Regions from separate parts of the Mus musculus genome. Here region 2 is linked to region 1. A link is a contact called in public promoter capture Hi-C data. All regions are on one chromosome and are shown on one strand. Each heading gives the region's core, a stretch centred on a gene start, on an enhancer-like site or on the middle of the called end of the contact. The rest is flanking DNA. Distances are from core to core; before and after follow the strand shown.

Evidence for each region. Promoter capture Hi-C pulls out the DNA fragments that hold promoters and counts their contacts.
Region 2: a promoter capture Hi-C map of hippocampal neurons shows a contact between it and region 1, with 2.4 times the contacts expected there. The contact joins the promoter of Ppy here to the promoter of Ifi35 in region 1. A contact is called at or near these places in 1 of 39 promoter capture datasets (hippocampal neurons) and 1 of 9 other capture datasets (pancreatic islet).

Annotation. Positions count from the first base shown.
Region 1 is chr11:101,444,695-101,452,545 of GRCm38.p6, forward strand. It overlaps Ifi35 (interferon-induced protein 35), which reads left to right and starts at 3,718. Exons shown (of 7, transcript NM_027320.4): 1 at 3,718-3,928. The coding sequence starts at 3,908. Rpl27 (ribosomal protein L27) reads left to right here. Exons shown (of 5, transcript NM_011289.3): 4 at 526-636; 5 at 745-902. The coding sequence ends at 793.
Region 2 is chr11:102,097,701-102,105,551 of GRCm38.p6, forward strand. Ppy (pancreatic polypeptide) reads right to left here and starts at 3,619. Exons shown (of 4, transcript NM_008918.2): 1 at 3,566-3,619; 2 at 2,821-3,011; 3 at 2,466-2,583; 4 at 2,231-2,366. The coding sequence starts at 3,011. The coding sequence ends at 2,472.

The sequences.
Region 1 (7,851 bases), core at 2,468-4,967:
CATTTAACAGGCTGCAGCAGGTGGATCTTCCAGCCAGAGCAGTACGGTGACAGGTCTTTCGAACAGTCTCTTTATTACCCTTGAAGAGACTGTGAGAATTGAGGGGTCCTAAGCTACATTTCTTGGGACCCGACAGCATGTGTCGTCAAGATTTGTTGCTGGGGCTGTCTGACTCTTAGGGTCATGCAAGTTCACTCAGCTCAGGCTAGTCTGAGGTCTCAGCTCAGCCCCTGGGGTGCTACAAGTGTGTGCCATACCTGGCTAAGGAAAACCTAGCTGGAGAGACAGCCAGATATTGCATTGAAGGGAAGGTCTGGTGTGGTGAATCTTACCTCTTAAAAGGAGTTTCAGAAATTTGAGGACAAAATGAGAATTTCCAGGGAATTGCATGAAGGTGTAGCATGGCTTCCATAGACATTCCTGGCTATGCTGCTGAGGGTTGTAACCTGACCACACCAGATGGTCAAGGAATTAATTGCCTTCCTGGTATCCCTAGCTGATCTTGCCTCTGCACTGTTAACCCAGGTACTCTGTGGATATCCCCTTGGACAAGACTGTTGTCAACAAGGATGTGTTCAGGGACCCAGCTTTGAAGCGCAAGGCCAGGCGGGAGGCCAAGGTCAAGTTTGAGGAGCGGTAAGTGGGTCCCGTGTTCCTTGAATACAGTTACTGCTTCCTGTCAAAGAATTTGTTTTCCTGTTTACTTTTTCCTGTGTGTCATTTGTTTATTTTTTTCCTTTCTAGATACAAGACAGGGAAGAACAAATGGTTTTTCCAGAAGCTTCGCTTTTAGGTATATTTTTGTTTTGGTCATTAAAAATTAAAAAAAAAAAAATACAAGTGTCTGCCTATTGCATTTGTGTGGGAAGAGACTGGGGAAATAAAACAGGTGTGCTGTTGTGAACCTGGGCTTGGTAACCATCTGATGGCTTGACGGCCTCCTAGAGGAAAGTGAACATTTGCCCATGAGCTAGCTGTTCCTGGCATTTTTTTTTAATTAGGTATTTTCCTCATTTACATTTCCAATGCTATCCCAAAAGTCCCCCATACCCTCCCACCGACCCCCACTTTTTGGCCCTGGCATTCCCCTATTCTGGGGCATATAAAGTTTGCAAGTCCAATGGGCCTCTCTTTCCAGTGATGGCCGACTAGGCCATCTTTTGATACATATGCAGCTAGAATCAAGAGCTCCGGGGTACTGGTTAGTTCATAATGTTGTTCCACCTATAGGGTTGCAGTTCCCTTTAGCTCCTTGGATACTTTCTCTAGCTCCTCCATTGGGGGCCCTGTGATCCATCCAGTAGCTGACTGTGAGCATCCACTTCTGTGTTTGCTAGGCCCCGGCATAGTCTCACAAGAGACAGCTATATCTGGGTCCTTTCAGCAAAATCTTGCTAGTGTATGCAATGGTGTCAGCGTTTGGAAGCTGATTATGGGATGGATCCCTGGATATGGCAGTCTCTAGATGGTCTATCCTTTCGTCACAGCTCCAAACTGTGTCTCTGTAACTCCTTCCATGGGTGTTTTGTTCCCAATTCTAAGAAGGCACAGTGTCCACACTTTGGTCTTCGTTCTTGAGTTTCTTGCGTTTATGTTCCTGGCATTTTCAATGAGAAACACAAGTGTCCTCAGAAGCAGGGAGTTTGCAACCAGCCTGGTCTACTGCAGTTGGTAGACAGAGCCAGTCTATATGATAGGTTTCAGACAGCCAGGGTGATAGTGAAACCTTGCTGTGAAGCCACTCCCACCCCTTACCACATGGACACATTCAGAAAATACAAGTATGTGGATGGTACTCAGGCAGGCAGGTGGATCTCTGAGGCTGAGGCCAGCCAGTGTTGCATTGTGGCACCATCTCTGAAGCATAAGGGAACAACTTCAGGTGCTGGCTAGTGCAGGGTTAAGGAGTTTTGTCCAGGGTACTTTCTGTCTTGTCAGTGCTAAATGACTCAGTGAAAGATTCATTAAGAGAAATCCTGGGGGCTGGTGAGATGGCTCAGTGGGTAAGAGCACCCGACTGCTCTTACGAAGGTCCAGAGTTGAAATCCCAGCAACCACATGGTGGCTCACAACCATCCGTAACAAGATCTGACTCCCTCTTCTGGTGTGTCTGAAGACAGCTACAGTGTACTTACAAATAATAATAAATAAATCTTTAAAAAAAAAAAAGAAATCCTGAGGCTGGAGACACTGGTGGTTCAACAGTTCAGAACTCTGCACTTAGCCAGGCAAGGTGGCGCACGTCTTTAATCCCAGCACTCGGGAGGCAGAGGCAGGCGGATTTCTGAGTCCGAGGCCAGCCTGGTCTACAAAGTGAGTTTCAGGGCAGCCAGGCCTATACAGAGAAACCCTGTCTCGAAAAAAAAAAAAAAAAAAAGCACTGACTTCTTTCAGAGGCTCTGAGTTCAAATCCCAGCAACCACATGGTGGCTCACAACTATCTGTAATTAGAATCTGATTCACAACTCTGGTGTGTTTCTGAGGACGGCTACTGAGTGCTCATATAAATAAAAGGGGGCTGGTGAGATGGCTCAGTGGGTAAGAGCACCCGACTGCTCTTCCAAAGGTCCAGAGTTCAAATCCCAGCAACCACATGGTGGCTCACAACCATCCTTAATGAGATCTGATGCCCTCTTCTGGTGTGTCTGAAGACAGCTACAGTGTACTTACATATAATAAATAATAAATAAATCTTAAAAAAAAAAAAATAAATAAAAAATAAATAAATAAATAAATAAAAGGGCTTTTTAGTTGGGCTGGTGAGATGGCTCAGTGGATAAAAGCACTGACTGCGCCAGACAGTGGTGGCTCAACGCCATTAATCCCAGCACTTGGGAGGCAGAGGCAGGCGAGTTTCGGAGTTCCAGGCCAGCCTGGTCTACAAGACAGCATGGTTACAGGACAGCCAAGGCTACACAGATAAAACCCCTGTCTCGGAAACAATAAAACCAACAAAAAGCACTGACTGCTCTTCCGAAGGTCCTGAGTACAATTCCCAGCAACCACGTGGTGACTCGAAACCATCTGCAATGTGATCTGACTCCCTGGTCTGGAGTGTCTGATGACAGCTACAGTGTACTTACACATAATAAATAAATCTTTTTTAAAAGAAAAAGGTTACCAATAGCCATGTGGATACTGGGAGTTGAACCTGGGTCCTCTGGTACTCAACAGCTGAACCCTTTATATTTTGGGTTTTGGAGGTAGGATTTCTCTGTGTACCTGTGGCTGCCCTGAAAAATCACTCTGTAGACTAGGCTTGACTGGTCACAGAGATCCACCTGCCTCTTTGAACGCTGGCATCAAAGATGTGCCGCCGCCACTTGACTCACAGGTTTTTTTTGTTTTGTTTTTTTTTTTTGGTTTTTTGGAGACAGTTTCTCTGCATAGCCCTGGCTGTCCTGGAACTCACTTTGTAGACCAGGTTGGCCTCGAACTCAGAAATCCGCCTGCCTCTGCCTCCAGGGTGACTCACAGTTCTTTAATCACAGCTTTTTGGAGGCAAAAGCAGACAGATCTCAAGGGTGTGAAGCCAGCTAGAGCTGCAGTACTGAGAGCCTGTCTGTCTGGAAGTCTTAAAAATCCTACCATGGTTTATGCTAGAACTGGCTGCCTGGGAAAGTCTTCCCTTTGCGGTCCCAGGAGCACATGCCTGACTGGGTAGTTAGATTTGATGACTTGGAAGGCTCCGCCCAAGGGTGGGGCTGTATGCTCAGAAGCAGAATTCACAGAAATGAAAGTGGAAGTGAGGCCGGCAAGCAAGCAACAGCAGTGGAAGTGTGTTTCAGACGCTGCTGGAGGCTGAGGAGACCAGAGCCACCTCTGAGGGGTCAAAGAGTTTAGTCCTTCAGAACTCTTCACTGCCAACCCTGCTCTGAAGCCCCAGCTTCTGCCAGACGTGAGAGCCATGTCTGTGACCCTGCAAACTGTAAGTACGGGAGCAGGGGAGCATTTGTCGCATGTGGGGAGGGGCGGGAACACAGTGTTCTAGGCTTAGACCTGCTCGGCTCAAGCCTGCTAAGGGTGGAAGAGAAGTAGAGCGCTTAGGGTACCTTGGTCTGTGGATCTTGTCATTTACCTATTGTCAAAACCAGGACTCTGACACCTAAAGTAAGGACCTTGATCATTCTTTTTGGTTTTTCGAGACGGGGTTTCTCTGTTTAGCCCTGGCTGTCCTGGAACTCACTCTGGAGACCAGGCTGGCCTCGAACTCAGAAATCTGCCTGCCTGTGCCTCCCAAGTGCTGGGATTAAAGGTGTGCGCCACCACTGCCCGGCCTTGATCTTTCTTTATGTGGATGTATGCTTCAGGGTTGTAGAGAGCTGTAAGCATCAAAGGTTTCTGGCTATTCTAAACAGCAAAGGGAATACTCTGAGGTACTTCCCAGCCAAAAACTCCTCCCCTCAGAATGCCATGTCAACCTGACCATTGGTCCTCTCTGGGACAGGTGGTCTTTCTAAGTGCCTCTGACTGAGGCCACCTCAGATAGGCTAGGTTGAGCTGTGAAGTCTGCCTGCCAACAGCCAGTGAGGCCTCAGGAGGAAGCACAGTGGGCAGCCACCTTCGAGGAGGGATCCAATGCAGCTTGTCCTCAGCAGCTCTGCCTCCCCTTGTTAGTCTTCTGGCACGGAAAACTTCCATTTATCTCCCAGATACAATAAAAAAAGGGAGCGATTTGGAGCCAAATAAGGAAAAAGCAATATTGAAGAGCCAACCTGCCTGGTTTCAGATCCTAGTTTCTTCAGACATGTTGCACTGGACCAAACATTAGCTTTTCTAAAGTTGACAGTCTAATCCCTTCACTTACTATGTAGGGATATTACACTTCTTCACAAAGATACCTAGAGGGAAGGCTAGAGAGCTAGCTCAGTCTATAAACTGCTTACCTTAAGAGTATGAGAAGAGGGGCTGGAGAGATGGCTCAGTGGTTAAGAGCACTAAATGCTCTTCCAGAGGTCCTGAGTTCAATTCCCAGCAACCACATGTAATGGGATCCGATGCCCTCTTCTGATGTGCCTGAGAAAAGCAACAGTGTACTCACATACATAAAATAAACAAATCTTTAAAAAAAAAAAAAAAAAGCACGAGGAGAAATTCAGTACTTAAGAACTGAGATAACCAGGCTGGTGAGATGGCTCAGTGGTTAAGAGCACTGATTGCTCTACCGAAGGTCCTGAGTTCAAATCCCAGCAACCACATGGTGGCTCACAACCATCTGTAAAAAGATATGACTCCCTCTTCTGGTGTGTTTGAAGACAGCTACAGCGTACTTACATATAATAAATAAATAAATCTTTTTTAAAAATTAAAAAAAAAAACTGAGATAACAAAACAAAAAAAAATAGCACAGTGGGCTGCCAAGATGGCTCAGCGGGTAAGAGCAGTGACTGCTCTTCTGAGGGTCCTGAGTTCAAACCCTAGCAACCACATGGTGGCTCACAACCACCGGTAATGAGATCTGACACCCTTTTCTGGTGCGTCTGAAGACAGCTACAGTGTACTTATGTATAATAAATGAAGCTTTGTGCTGGAGTGAGCAGGGACTGAGCAAGCAGAGTTAACCGGAGTGAGCAGAGGTCCTAAAATTCAATCCCCAACAACCATCTGTACAGCTACAGTGTGTTCACATACATAAAATACATAAATAAATCTTTAAAGAAAATAGCACAGTGGCATATGCTTGTATCCAAGCACAGCCGTGGGGTTTGCTGGTGAGCCACCCAGCCCTACTGAACAGCTCTCGGTTAGTGAGTGAGAGAGAGACCCTATCTTGAAAAGTAAAGTCACATCCTGGAGAGTTGGCTCAGCAGTCCAGAGTATGTGCTGCTCTTGAAGAGAACCTGGCTTCAGTTCCCACCACCAGCCTGTTGGCTAAGGGCCATCCATAACCCTACTTCTAGTTTCTGGGGATCCAGTGCCCTCTTCTGGCCTCTCCAGGCACCAGGCACGCAGTGGTACACTGACATACATGCCAGTTAAAAACCCATAAGTGTAAACAATTTAAAAATATACAATTAATTTTTTTAATTTTTTGAGACAGGGTTTCTCTGTATAGCCCTGGCTGTCTTGGAACTCACTTTGTAGACCAGGCTGGCCTCGAACTCAGAAATCCACCTGCCTCTGCCTCCCGAGTGCTGGGATTAAAGGCGTGCGCCACCACTGCCAGGCCTTTTTTTCCTTTTCAAATCCTGGCAACTCTGCTAGAGAGATGGCTCAGTGGTTAACAGCACTGATTGTTCTTCCAGAAGAACAGAGTTCCATCCCTAGCACTCACCTGGAACCCAACAACCTTCTGTAATTCCATTTCTAGAGGATCTGGTACCCACTTCTGGCCCCCTCTGGTACTATATGCACATGGTACTCAGACGTACAGGCAAAACCCGCATACGCATTAAAATAAAAAATCTCCAAAAAAAAACCAAAAAAACAAAAAAGATTTTGGTAATTGACATAGGTCCTCTGCAAGAACAGCAGTGTTTGTAACAGCGGAGCCATCTCTGCAGGCCCTTGGTCTTTTTTTAAAAAATTGCTTTAGAGCCAGGCAGTGGTGACACACACACAGAATGAGTTCCAGGGCAGCCAGGGCTGCACAGAGAAACCCTGTCTCAACCAAAAAATAAACAATAACAATAAATTTGTTTTAGATTAACTTATCTTTTCTGAAAGATTTATTTCTATCTTTTATCATTCTATGGGTGTCTTGCCTGAAGCGTGCCCTTGCATGCCCTGTAGCTATGGAGGATAGAAGAGGGTGTTAGGTTACCTGGATCTGGAGTTACAGGAGATGATTGTGAATCACCCCAGGAGTGCTGGGAATTAAACTCATGTTTAATTCACTACATTTAAACCTCTACAAGATCAGCCAGTGTTCTTTACTGCTGAGCCATGTCTCCAGACCCAGGTTTATTTATCTTATCTTGTGCGTATGAGTGTTTTGCCTCCATGTATGTATTGCACCATGTGCATGACTGGAATCCTCAGAGGTCAGAAGAGGGTATTGGATTCCTCCAGGGAAGTTAAGGATGGTCATGAGCCAACATGTGGGGTGGTGGGAACCAAACCTGAGTTCTCTGCAAGTGCAGCCAGTGCTCTGAACTGCTGAGTCACCTCTCCAGCCCTGCCAATAATGTCTTTTAATCACTTCATAATCTTCATTACTATTGTTAGTGTGCGTGTGTGCGTGTGTGTGTGTGTGTGTGTGTGTGTGCGTGTGTGCGCGCGCGCGCCATGGTGAGCGTGTGCAGTCACAGGACAACTTTCCGGAAGTTCTCTCCTCCCACCATGGGATCTGGGGTCAAACTCAAGTCATCAGTCCTGTGTGTCTTGTGCTTTTATCACTGAGCCATTTCACCAGCAGCACCCCCAACCCCCAAATTTTAGCCTAATGCTAATATCCAGCAGGCGGGGGAAGTGGATCAGTGACTCCTGAGGACCTAGTTCTGTGTCAGGTATAGATAGGACGCTCAGTCAAGCATCACAAAATCACCCTGTAGGCTGGGGTGCAGCTCTGGGACAGCGCATGTGCTTAACATAAGTCCCTGCTTCTGTCCCCAACACAGGGATTGGGGTGGAAGGACAGCATGGGAGGGACAGTAAATCACAGGAGTTTAGCAACTGGAGCATTTGGATTAAGCAATTAACAGTTATATTTATCATAACGATCAGAAGTTCAAGCTCAGCACTCAGCAGGGAGTGTCTTCTCTCACTGTTCACTTTTGTTTTGCTTTTGATGCAGAGTCTCACCATGTAGACTTGTTTGGCTTGAAACTCTCCGTGTGGACCAGACAGGGCTCAAACTCTCTGAGTTCCACCTGCCTCCCCAGTGCTGGGGTTAAAGTCGCACTCCACCAC
Region 2 (7,851 bases), core at 2,369-4,868, 650 kb after region 1:
GAGAAGGGAAAGCCCTGGCCACTTGTAAGGGGTACACCAGGGCCAGGGATGTTCCTCTTCAGGCTGGACCTAGACTCCCAGAGGCCTAGCCTGGATCTGGCTACCCACAGACTCCTTTAGACGATGAGCTGTGCCTCTGTTCCTCCCTACCCATGCAGCCTGAACAATAGACAGCAATAATGGAACTGACAAGATGGCTCAGTGGTAAGGGCACTTGCCACTAAGCCTGCCGGCCAGATTTCCACCCCCAATCTCATAAGACAGAAGAAAGGACACGTGTACCGTGACTTGCGTGTGCACACATGTAATGCAAACACACAATGACAATAAAGGAATGGATAAATACATTTTTAACAAGAATCTCTATTGTTTCTGTGACTTCTGTGGGCACTGGCAGGAAGGGCCTGTCCTCCAGTGAGGAGGGAACCTTGTCATTCCTCTTGTAGGGCAAATAGATCTCAGCCTAGGTTTTTCCCTGCATCTCTCTGCAACCTACTCACCCACTTTCCACCACCTCACCCTGCATCTACTGCTTCCAAGGTGACCAGATGTGACTTGGAGAAAGAAGATGAAAGAGTTGGTCCTAGAAACTTCAAAATCGGGGCTTCAGCCAGACCTGCTCCCTGCCAAAGTTCATGGAAGAGCAGATCCGGCTGGAATCACAGTCTAGCCTGTGAAAGTGGCAGAAAATCAAACACAGGGGAGTAGAGCGGGGGTGGGGTGGGGTCATTCCTCCTACCTCAGGTTCACAGATCCCAGGAAGTGGGGAGACCTGATGGAGTCTGTTCCTGAAGTCCGGTCATCAAGGACACAGCACACACACCTTCCTATCACCCAGCCATCAAACCCAGGTGTGTGTGGAACAGGTTCCTAGTTCCTGCCTCTATGGGTGTTGAACTTTCCCCATTGGAACCCATCTTAAACTGAAGCGATGGCTCAGGGATTACGAGAGCTGGCTGCTCTTCCAGAGAATCCAGAAATTCCAAGCACCTACATAGGGACTTACAACCATCTGTAACTCTAGCTCCAGGAGATCTGAAACCCTCTTCTGGCTTCTGAAGGCACCAGGCAGACATGTTGTGCAGGCAAAACACCCATACATATAAAATACCAATAGAAACCATCACCTAAGCTACCAGGGAAGGCTTTGGGACACCAGGCTCCAGTACTAGGGTTCAATTCATTCTCTTGCCGAAACCTCCCACATCCCCTAACTATCTGCATACCCCTTGGACTTAAAGAATCAACTTGAGCCAAGTGTTTACCGTATAGCTGCGTCTTGTATAAGACTTTGGGGCAGGTTCTGACATCTGATCATTCACACTCAACATATAGGAGCACAACTGCAAAGTCATTGTCATCAAGGCTAAATGCTGAGCCCAGCATCAGCCTTACCAACCCCTGCTCTCCAGGCCCAGCCTGTGGCAGAGATGGGAGAAGCCATTCAGGGAATGTCTCATGTCTTACCGCCCTCTGACTATCCCTATCCACCAAAGCTCCCAGAAAGGGAAGCCCAGCTCACTCTCTTTCACTTTACATACACACACACACACACACACACACACACACACACACACACACACGGCATCTCCACCTACTCAGCATGCCTGGTATGGGTAAATAGTCTACAGGGATTCCTCAGGTAGTACCTGGGTCTTCCCTCCCTGTCCCAAGAACCACAGATTGACACATGGAGGCCGCCAGAACTCTTGGCTAAACATCTCCTCCCTGGTGGTCACATTTCCCTACAGCAGTAGTTAAATTTCATTCTTGGTCCAGCAGTCCACTACCTCCCAGATCAGTCCATTCTCTCCAGAGCTCCAGAGAGCAGTTCTGAGACCACCCTACACAGCACACAATTGGCCGCCAGCACTAATCCTCTGAGTTCTTGCCCTTGCCCTGCCACTTTAGGATAAATGACTCCTCTCCCACCGCCCAGGTTACAGGAGCCGTCTTGAGGGTACATTTGGGAACAGGGCTGGCCTCGGGGGAGGAGCTAGATGGTTTAGGGGTGCTGGGATGGGAAGATTAAGCTTAGAACTGTGACATCACAGACCTTTCTGGAAAGGAATCTCACTTCTCTCTAGACCACAGCTTCCTTCTGTGAAAGGAATGAGCTGAGCCCCTATATACACTCAGGATTATCTCCTACCCCCAGGCCCCTGCCTCCCTGACTGTGAACTTTACCTGCTTCTGCCTCTATGGGTGCACACACACTCACACACGGGCTATGATTTTAATTTGCTTTATTTAGTTTGCAAGGGAGCAGGTTGTTGCAAGACTGCAGAGGAAAGAGCTGGACCTGTACTCTCCTACAGCCACGGGCTGAAGACAAGAGAGGCTGCAAGTCCATTGGGCAGAGCTCCCTGTAATGAAAGAAGGGAATCATGAGGAAGGACAGTCCTTGTACCCCAAGACCTTGTTTTCCCTTACTCCGCCTCCTCTGGATCCCCCCCTTTCCACACCTGCCTTCAGCTCCAGGGCGCAGAGCAGGGAATCAAGCCAACTGGGGGGCTGGTGCAGGGGGAGAGCTGCACTCCAGGAAGTCCACCTGTGTTCTCCTCCTCGGCTCTCTTCCCATACCTGGGAAGGAAGACAGCTGGGATAAGTATAGTTCTCACTGTCAGTCACCTGCTTTGTATCCCCCACGTAGACGCTTTCCTGCCCACGGCCCATGGATCCAAGCCACTCAGAAGTATTTTTTTCTCAGAGCAGGCATTGAAGAGACTAGGGTTAAAGAGCTCTCTCTCTCTCTCTCTCTCTCTCTCTCTCTCACACACACACACACACACACACACACACACACACACACCACCCTACCTAGGCCTGGTCAGTGTGTTGATGTATCTGCGGAGCTGAGTTTCATATTGTGCCATCTGCTCAGGTGTCGCATAGTCGCCTGGGTACATTGGCTCCAGGGGGGCTCCCCAGGTCCCCTGCAGGGGCTGCAGCAGCAGAGCCACCCAAGTGGATACGAGAAACAGGGAGAGGCAGCAGTATGCGACGGCCATCTAATGAACAAGGAATCGTGGAAGCAGAACACAGCCCATCAGCAGATCCTCCTGTGTCCAAGACCTACCTGCCCAGCCACCACCTACCACACATTTCTTCAAGCCAAGCCTGGGGACAAGGGCAGACCCAGGAGCCACCAGCATCAACCACCTTCCTTCCCTAGAAAACAGGACACCTCCACATACACACCCCTCAAGCCAGCAGCCAGAGTACCCAAGCCTTGGCAACATAAAAAAACAGCAGAAGAACTAGGTATGAAGGCTGGATACACAGGACTTAGGACACTGATGGCTCTGAGGAGGCAGGAGTAGCCAGAGCTGGTGGGAACCACAGGGTGGGGGACACAGAATTAACTTGTAAAGCAAAGGGACAGAAGTCTATGACACGGTGGGTCCTGCTTTCCACTGACAGGTTTGTCCAGATGCAGAGAAAGACCCAAGGAGGACTTTAGGTCCCTTGAGGGATCCAGCCCTACGAAGCACCAATTCCGACCCTCCATCACCAGCCTCAACCCAAGGAGTCCCCAGAGGCAGGACAGAGTGAGCTCACTTACCCTGTGTGCTGAGCTAGTGAGTGTTGGGCCCAGACACCTACCTCCTGCTGGACTGTCTCCCTGTTCATGGCTGTGCCCCTTTATAGTCCTCAGCACCCCCAGAGTCCCCGCCTCCTGTCAGCCTTTCTTGCTGCCAGCCTTTAACCACCACCACCCCCCTTTTGCTCTCTGCCTGGTTTCTGAAACACGGGCACTGTGGCCAGAAACAGGAAAGCACCAGGTCAGCATTCTAGATGTCGGAGGAGCACAGAAGAAAAAACTGGACCATGACAAGGTCTCATGGGGGTCCGTATCCAGCTTTGGACACCAGAAGAGGTTTGATTCATAAATGACAGGATCCTGACATGGTAACCCAAAGGTTCTAGCCACTAGCCTCAGCATGGCCTCCCCAGAGACAACCCCAGTCGCCAATAGGCTTTCCTTGGGGTCTGGATAGAAGCTGAAGCTAGGCTTTACCCCTACCATGAGGGATGGAATTCGGGCCTTCAATCCAGCTAGATCAAGGAAGGGACAGAGATGTCTCACATCCTAAAGCCACTTGGAAGGGAGTGGAGAAAGCCATTTGATGCGTGTATCGAATGCCAGCTTAGGTCCTGTGGGCCAGGGTTCAGAGGCCACAGGGTTCGTGGGGAAGGGACAGTTCCTGGCAGCTGTTTCCTTTCCCAGCACAGAGCTCTGTCCCAGGGGAGTGCTAAAAACCAGCATCACTTATAAGCTTCAAGTTGCCCCCCAAAAAATGCCATGCTGTCGTCCCACTGAACCCCTACAAGGGAACCTATTTAACAGACAAAAAGTGGGGAGACTACCAGAGGAGGGAACGCTTGTCCAAGACTCAGGGTCAGCCTTCACTTCCTCCCCTGAGAGATTCTTCTGGTGCCACTGCGTGACAGGAGAAGCCACTTGTCCCTTTCATGTTCAGTGTCCTTTTCCCAGACAGACCTCCACCCTGCTCAAGCCAAGAGCAGTCACTGGCTCTGTTTATTTTGACCCCTGTGAAGGGAGCAAGGGCCTCTCTCTCTCCCGATGTTCTGCTCTCAGGACAGAACAAGAATCATCACCGCGGGCTCTGGGAACGCAGGAAGTGAGAGGGGAGAAGGTGACAGCAGGCATCTGTCCTGATAAGGTTAGAGGTCAGATAGGCCTAGCTCCAATTGAAGTCCGCGTCACTGCCCTCCTGTTGGGAGCATGATCCAATTAGAGCTCCTAGGGTTCGATTTCTTACTCTGTAAGGTGGGCTCATTGCATCCATCCCCAGACTTGAAGAATCAAAGAGCCTTTTCCTCTCGGCTCTCATTTAAGGTAGCAAGAAGAGCACCAGCCGCTCAAAGTAAGTAGAGTTCATTTCTCAGCGATCCTGGCCCCTTCTCTGGGCTCAGGTTTCCCACTATGCAAAACCAGTGGCTAGTTCCGACTCGAGCCTCATGGCTGCCACCAGGGGGCGCCTGGCTCCGGCGCCGGTTTTAAGGATCCGGGTTTCCAGGGGCTCTAAACCTTGTGTTCTGGATTTTACTCCAGGTAAAAAGACTGTATCCGGGGAATGAGTCTGGTGTGGGAACTATTTACAGTTTGTCACGCAAGTCAACCAGCTTTGCTTGGTCCCAAGAAATCACAGCTGCTCTTCAAATGTCAACCCAATAGATCGAAATGACAGATTCCAGGGTCTCTGCAGGGGTAGTAGTGACAATCCAGGAGGAAGTAGTGCCTGTGCCTTCTAAATATTATGGTCACATCTGGAACACAGAGATAGCTCCTGATAGCCTTTGTGGGCTCCTGAAGTGCTTGCATAGAGCTTCCAGGAAGACACACGTGCTCACCTGCAGATAAACCAAGTCACTAGTGGCTCCTTAGTAGCCACGTGCTCTCTGGACAAGGAAGATAGCTACCGGCCAATGTGATAATGGGGTTAGGAGAACAGTCCAGAAACACGAGGGTGAATGAAGTAGGTGAAGGAAGGAAGGAAGGAAGGAAGGAAGGAAGGAAGGAAGGATGGAAGAAAGGAAGTGCAGAGACCCCAAATACAACCTACACGACAGGCATTTGGCTAGCATCCTGTGCTCTGTCATACCCTTTCCTGGCTCTCTTACCTCAGCCCCTGCTGCTCTTAGAGCACAGGCCAAGAAAGAGTCATTCAGGGCACACGGGGTTTTGTTTGATTCTGTTCAGTAGTGTGTATGGTGTTGGGGGTGGTGAGTATGTGAGGGGCCTGGGGGTGGATATGGGTACAAGTATGTGTAGGTGCATATACATATAGGTGTGTGTGAGAGAGGGTTTGTGTATATGTGGGTGTATGCCCATGTCCTCACCTCAGGTGGTGTTTCTCAAACACCATCCACCTTGTTTTCTGAGTCAGGGTCTCTCACGGGGACCTGGGACTCACGCCGAGGCTGAACGGACCGGCCAGGGAGCTGCAGGGATCCACCTGTCTCACTGCTCTTATGCTGGAATCATACTTATGTACCACTAGGACTGCCTTCCTCCATGAGTGCTGTGGATTCGGGGTCCTTACGCTGGTGGGAAGTACTTTACCAACTGAATTATCTCTCCAGGCCTCTGCTTTATAATTTTTTTTAATATTTATTTATTTATTTTATGCATATGAGCACACTGTGGTTCTTTTCAGACACACCAGAAGAGGGCGTCGGAAGCTGGACGTAGTGGCTCACGCCTCTAATCCCAGCACTGGGGAGGCAGAGGCAGGTGGATTTCTGAGTTCGAGGCCAGCCTGGTCTACAGAGTGAGTTCCAGGACAGCCAGGGCTATACAGAGAAACCCTGTCTCGAAGAAAAAAAAACAAAAGAGCGCATCGCATCGGATCCCTTTACAGATGGTTGGGAGCCACCATGTGGTTGCTGGGAATTGAACTTAGGACCTCTGGAAGAACAGTCAGTGCTTTTAACCGCTGAGCCATCTCTTCGGTGCTCTGCTTTGTAATTTTTGAGGTGCATATCACTATGTAACCCAGGATAGTCTTGAAAGTTGTGATCCTCTTGCCTCAGCCTCCCAAATGTGTCATTGTGCCCAACTTGTACATATGTCTCAGGGACATCAGGAGGGGATGAGGAAGGGGGGGTTCTTCAAAGAGCTCAAAGGCAAAGAAGGCTCAGCCAGCCTTTTATTTACTACTTTTGTAAAGATGAGGTCACTAAAATAGGGAGGAGGCAGGTATAGCCATCCTTCTCCTAGGACTGTACTTCAGATCCTTCCTCAAAAGATCCCTCATAGGTATCGCTTTGGGCTGGCAAGGCATTCAGCAGGACCTGAGTTCAATCCCCAAAACCCACAGCAGAAGGAAAGAACCAACTTCAAAAAGTTGTCCTTTGACCGCCACATGAGTACCATGTTATACATGTGCACACACACACAGAACCAAATCAATATCATAGTACTATGCTGTATGTGAAATAATTAGCTAATGGTCTAACACATAAAGAAGAGCTGTTTGAACCAGGCACGGTGGTACACATCTTTAATTCCAGTACTCAGAAGGCAGAGGAAGGTGGATCTCTGCTGATTCGAGGCCAGCCTGCTCTACCCAGTGAGCTCCAGGACAGTAGAGCTACATAGAGCTCTGTCTCAAAACAAAACTGATATCTGAGGCTTGCTGACTGACAACGCAGGCTTGGTGACTTGAATATGATCCCTCAGGACCCATGTAAAGATTGAACTTTGGGTTGACTACCCAAAGTTGTCCTCTTCACTCCATAGGCTGTGGCACATACATCTTATACAATAAAAATCAATATCAATTTTAAGGAGAACTTTTTGCAAAGTTAATCATTGTTACTATCTTTGTTAACTATTATCATATCTAAGTTTCTTCCTGACCCCTGTATTGAGTAAGCTGATCAGCTCCGGATCACACTCCTGCTCAAAATGCCCCAGAGTAAACCAGAAATGAGGTCACCTCACTAAGAGTTAACTAGACAGGACACTTTATACAAACTGACTGTGGTCGAGAATATGTCTCTCCAGGTCTCTCCTGCATTAGCTTCAAACTGGCCCCAACTTCCCCAGACAGACCAGAAGACAGAGGACCACAGATACCAACATCCAGACACACAGTCCTTACTACTCAACCATACAAGCAGTCACTGCAAGCTTGGAGCAGTAGAGGAACAGGGGACCAGAAAGGGGAATCTTGAGTAACGGGAATGCTGCAAGGAAAGACAACAGAGAGACTAACGCCACCAAAGGGGAACCAGGAACGGCTTCTAGAAGATGACCATAATACAAGAGGGTCTTTCCAGGCAGGAGAGAAAGAAAGCAATGCAAGCAAACACTGTGGA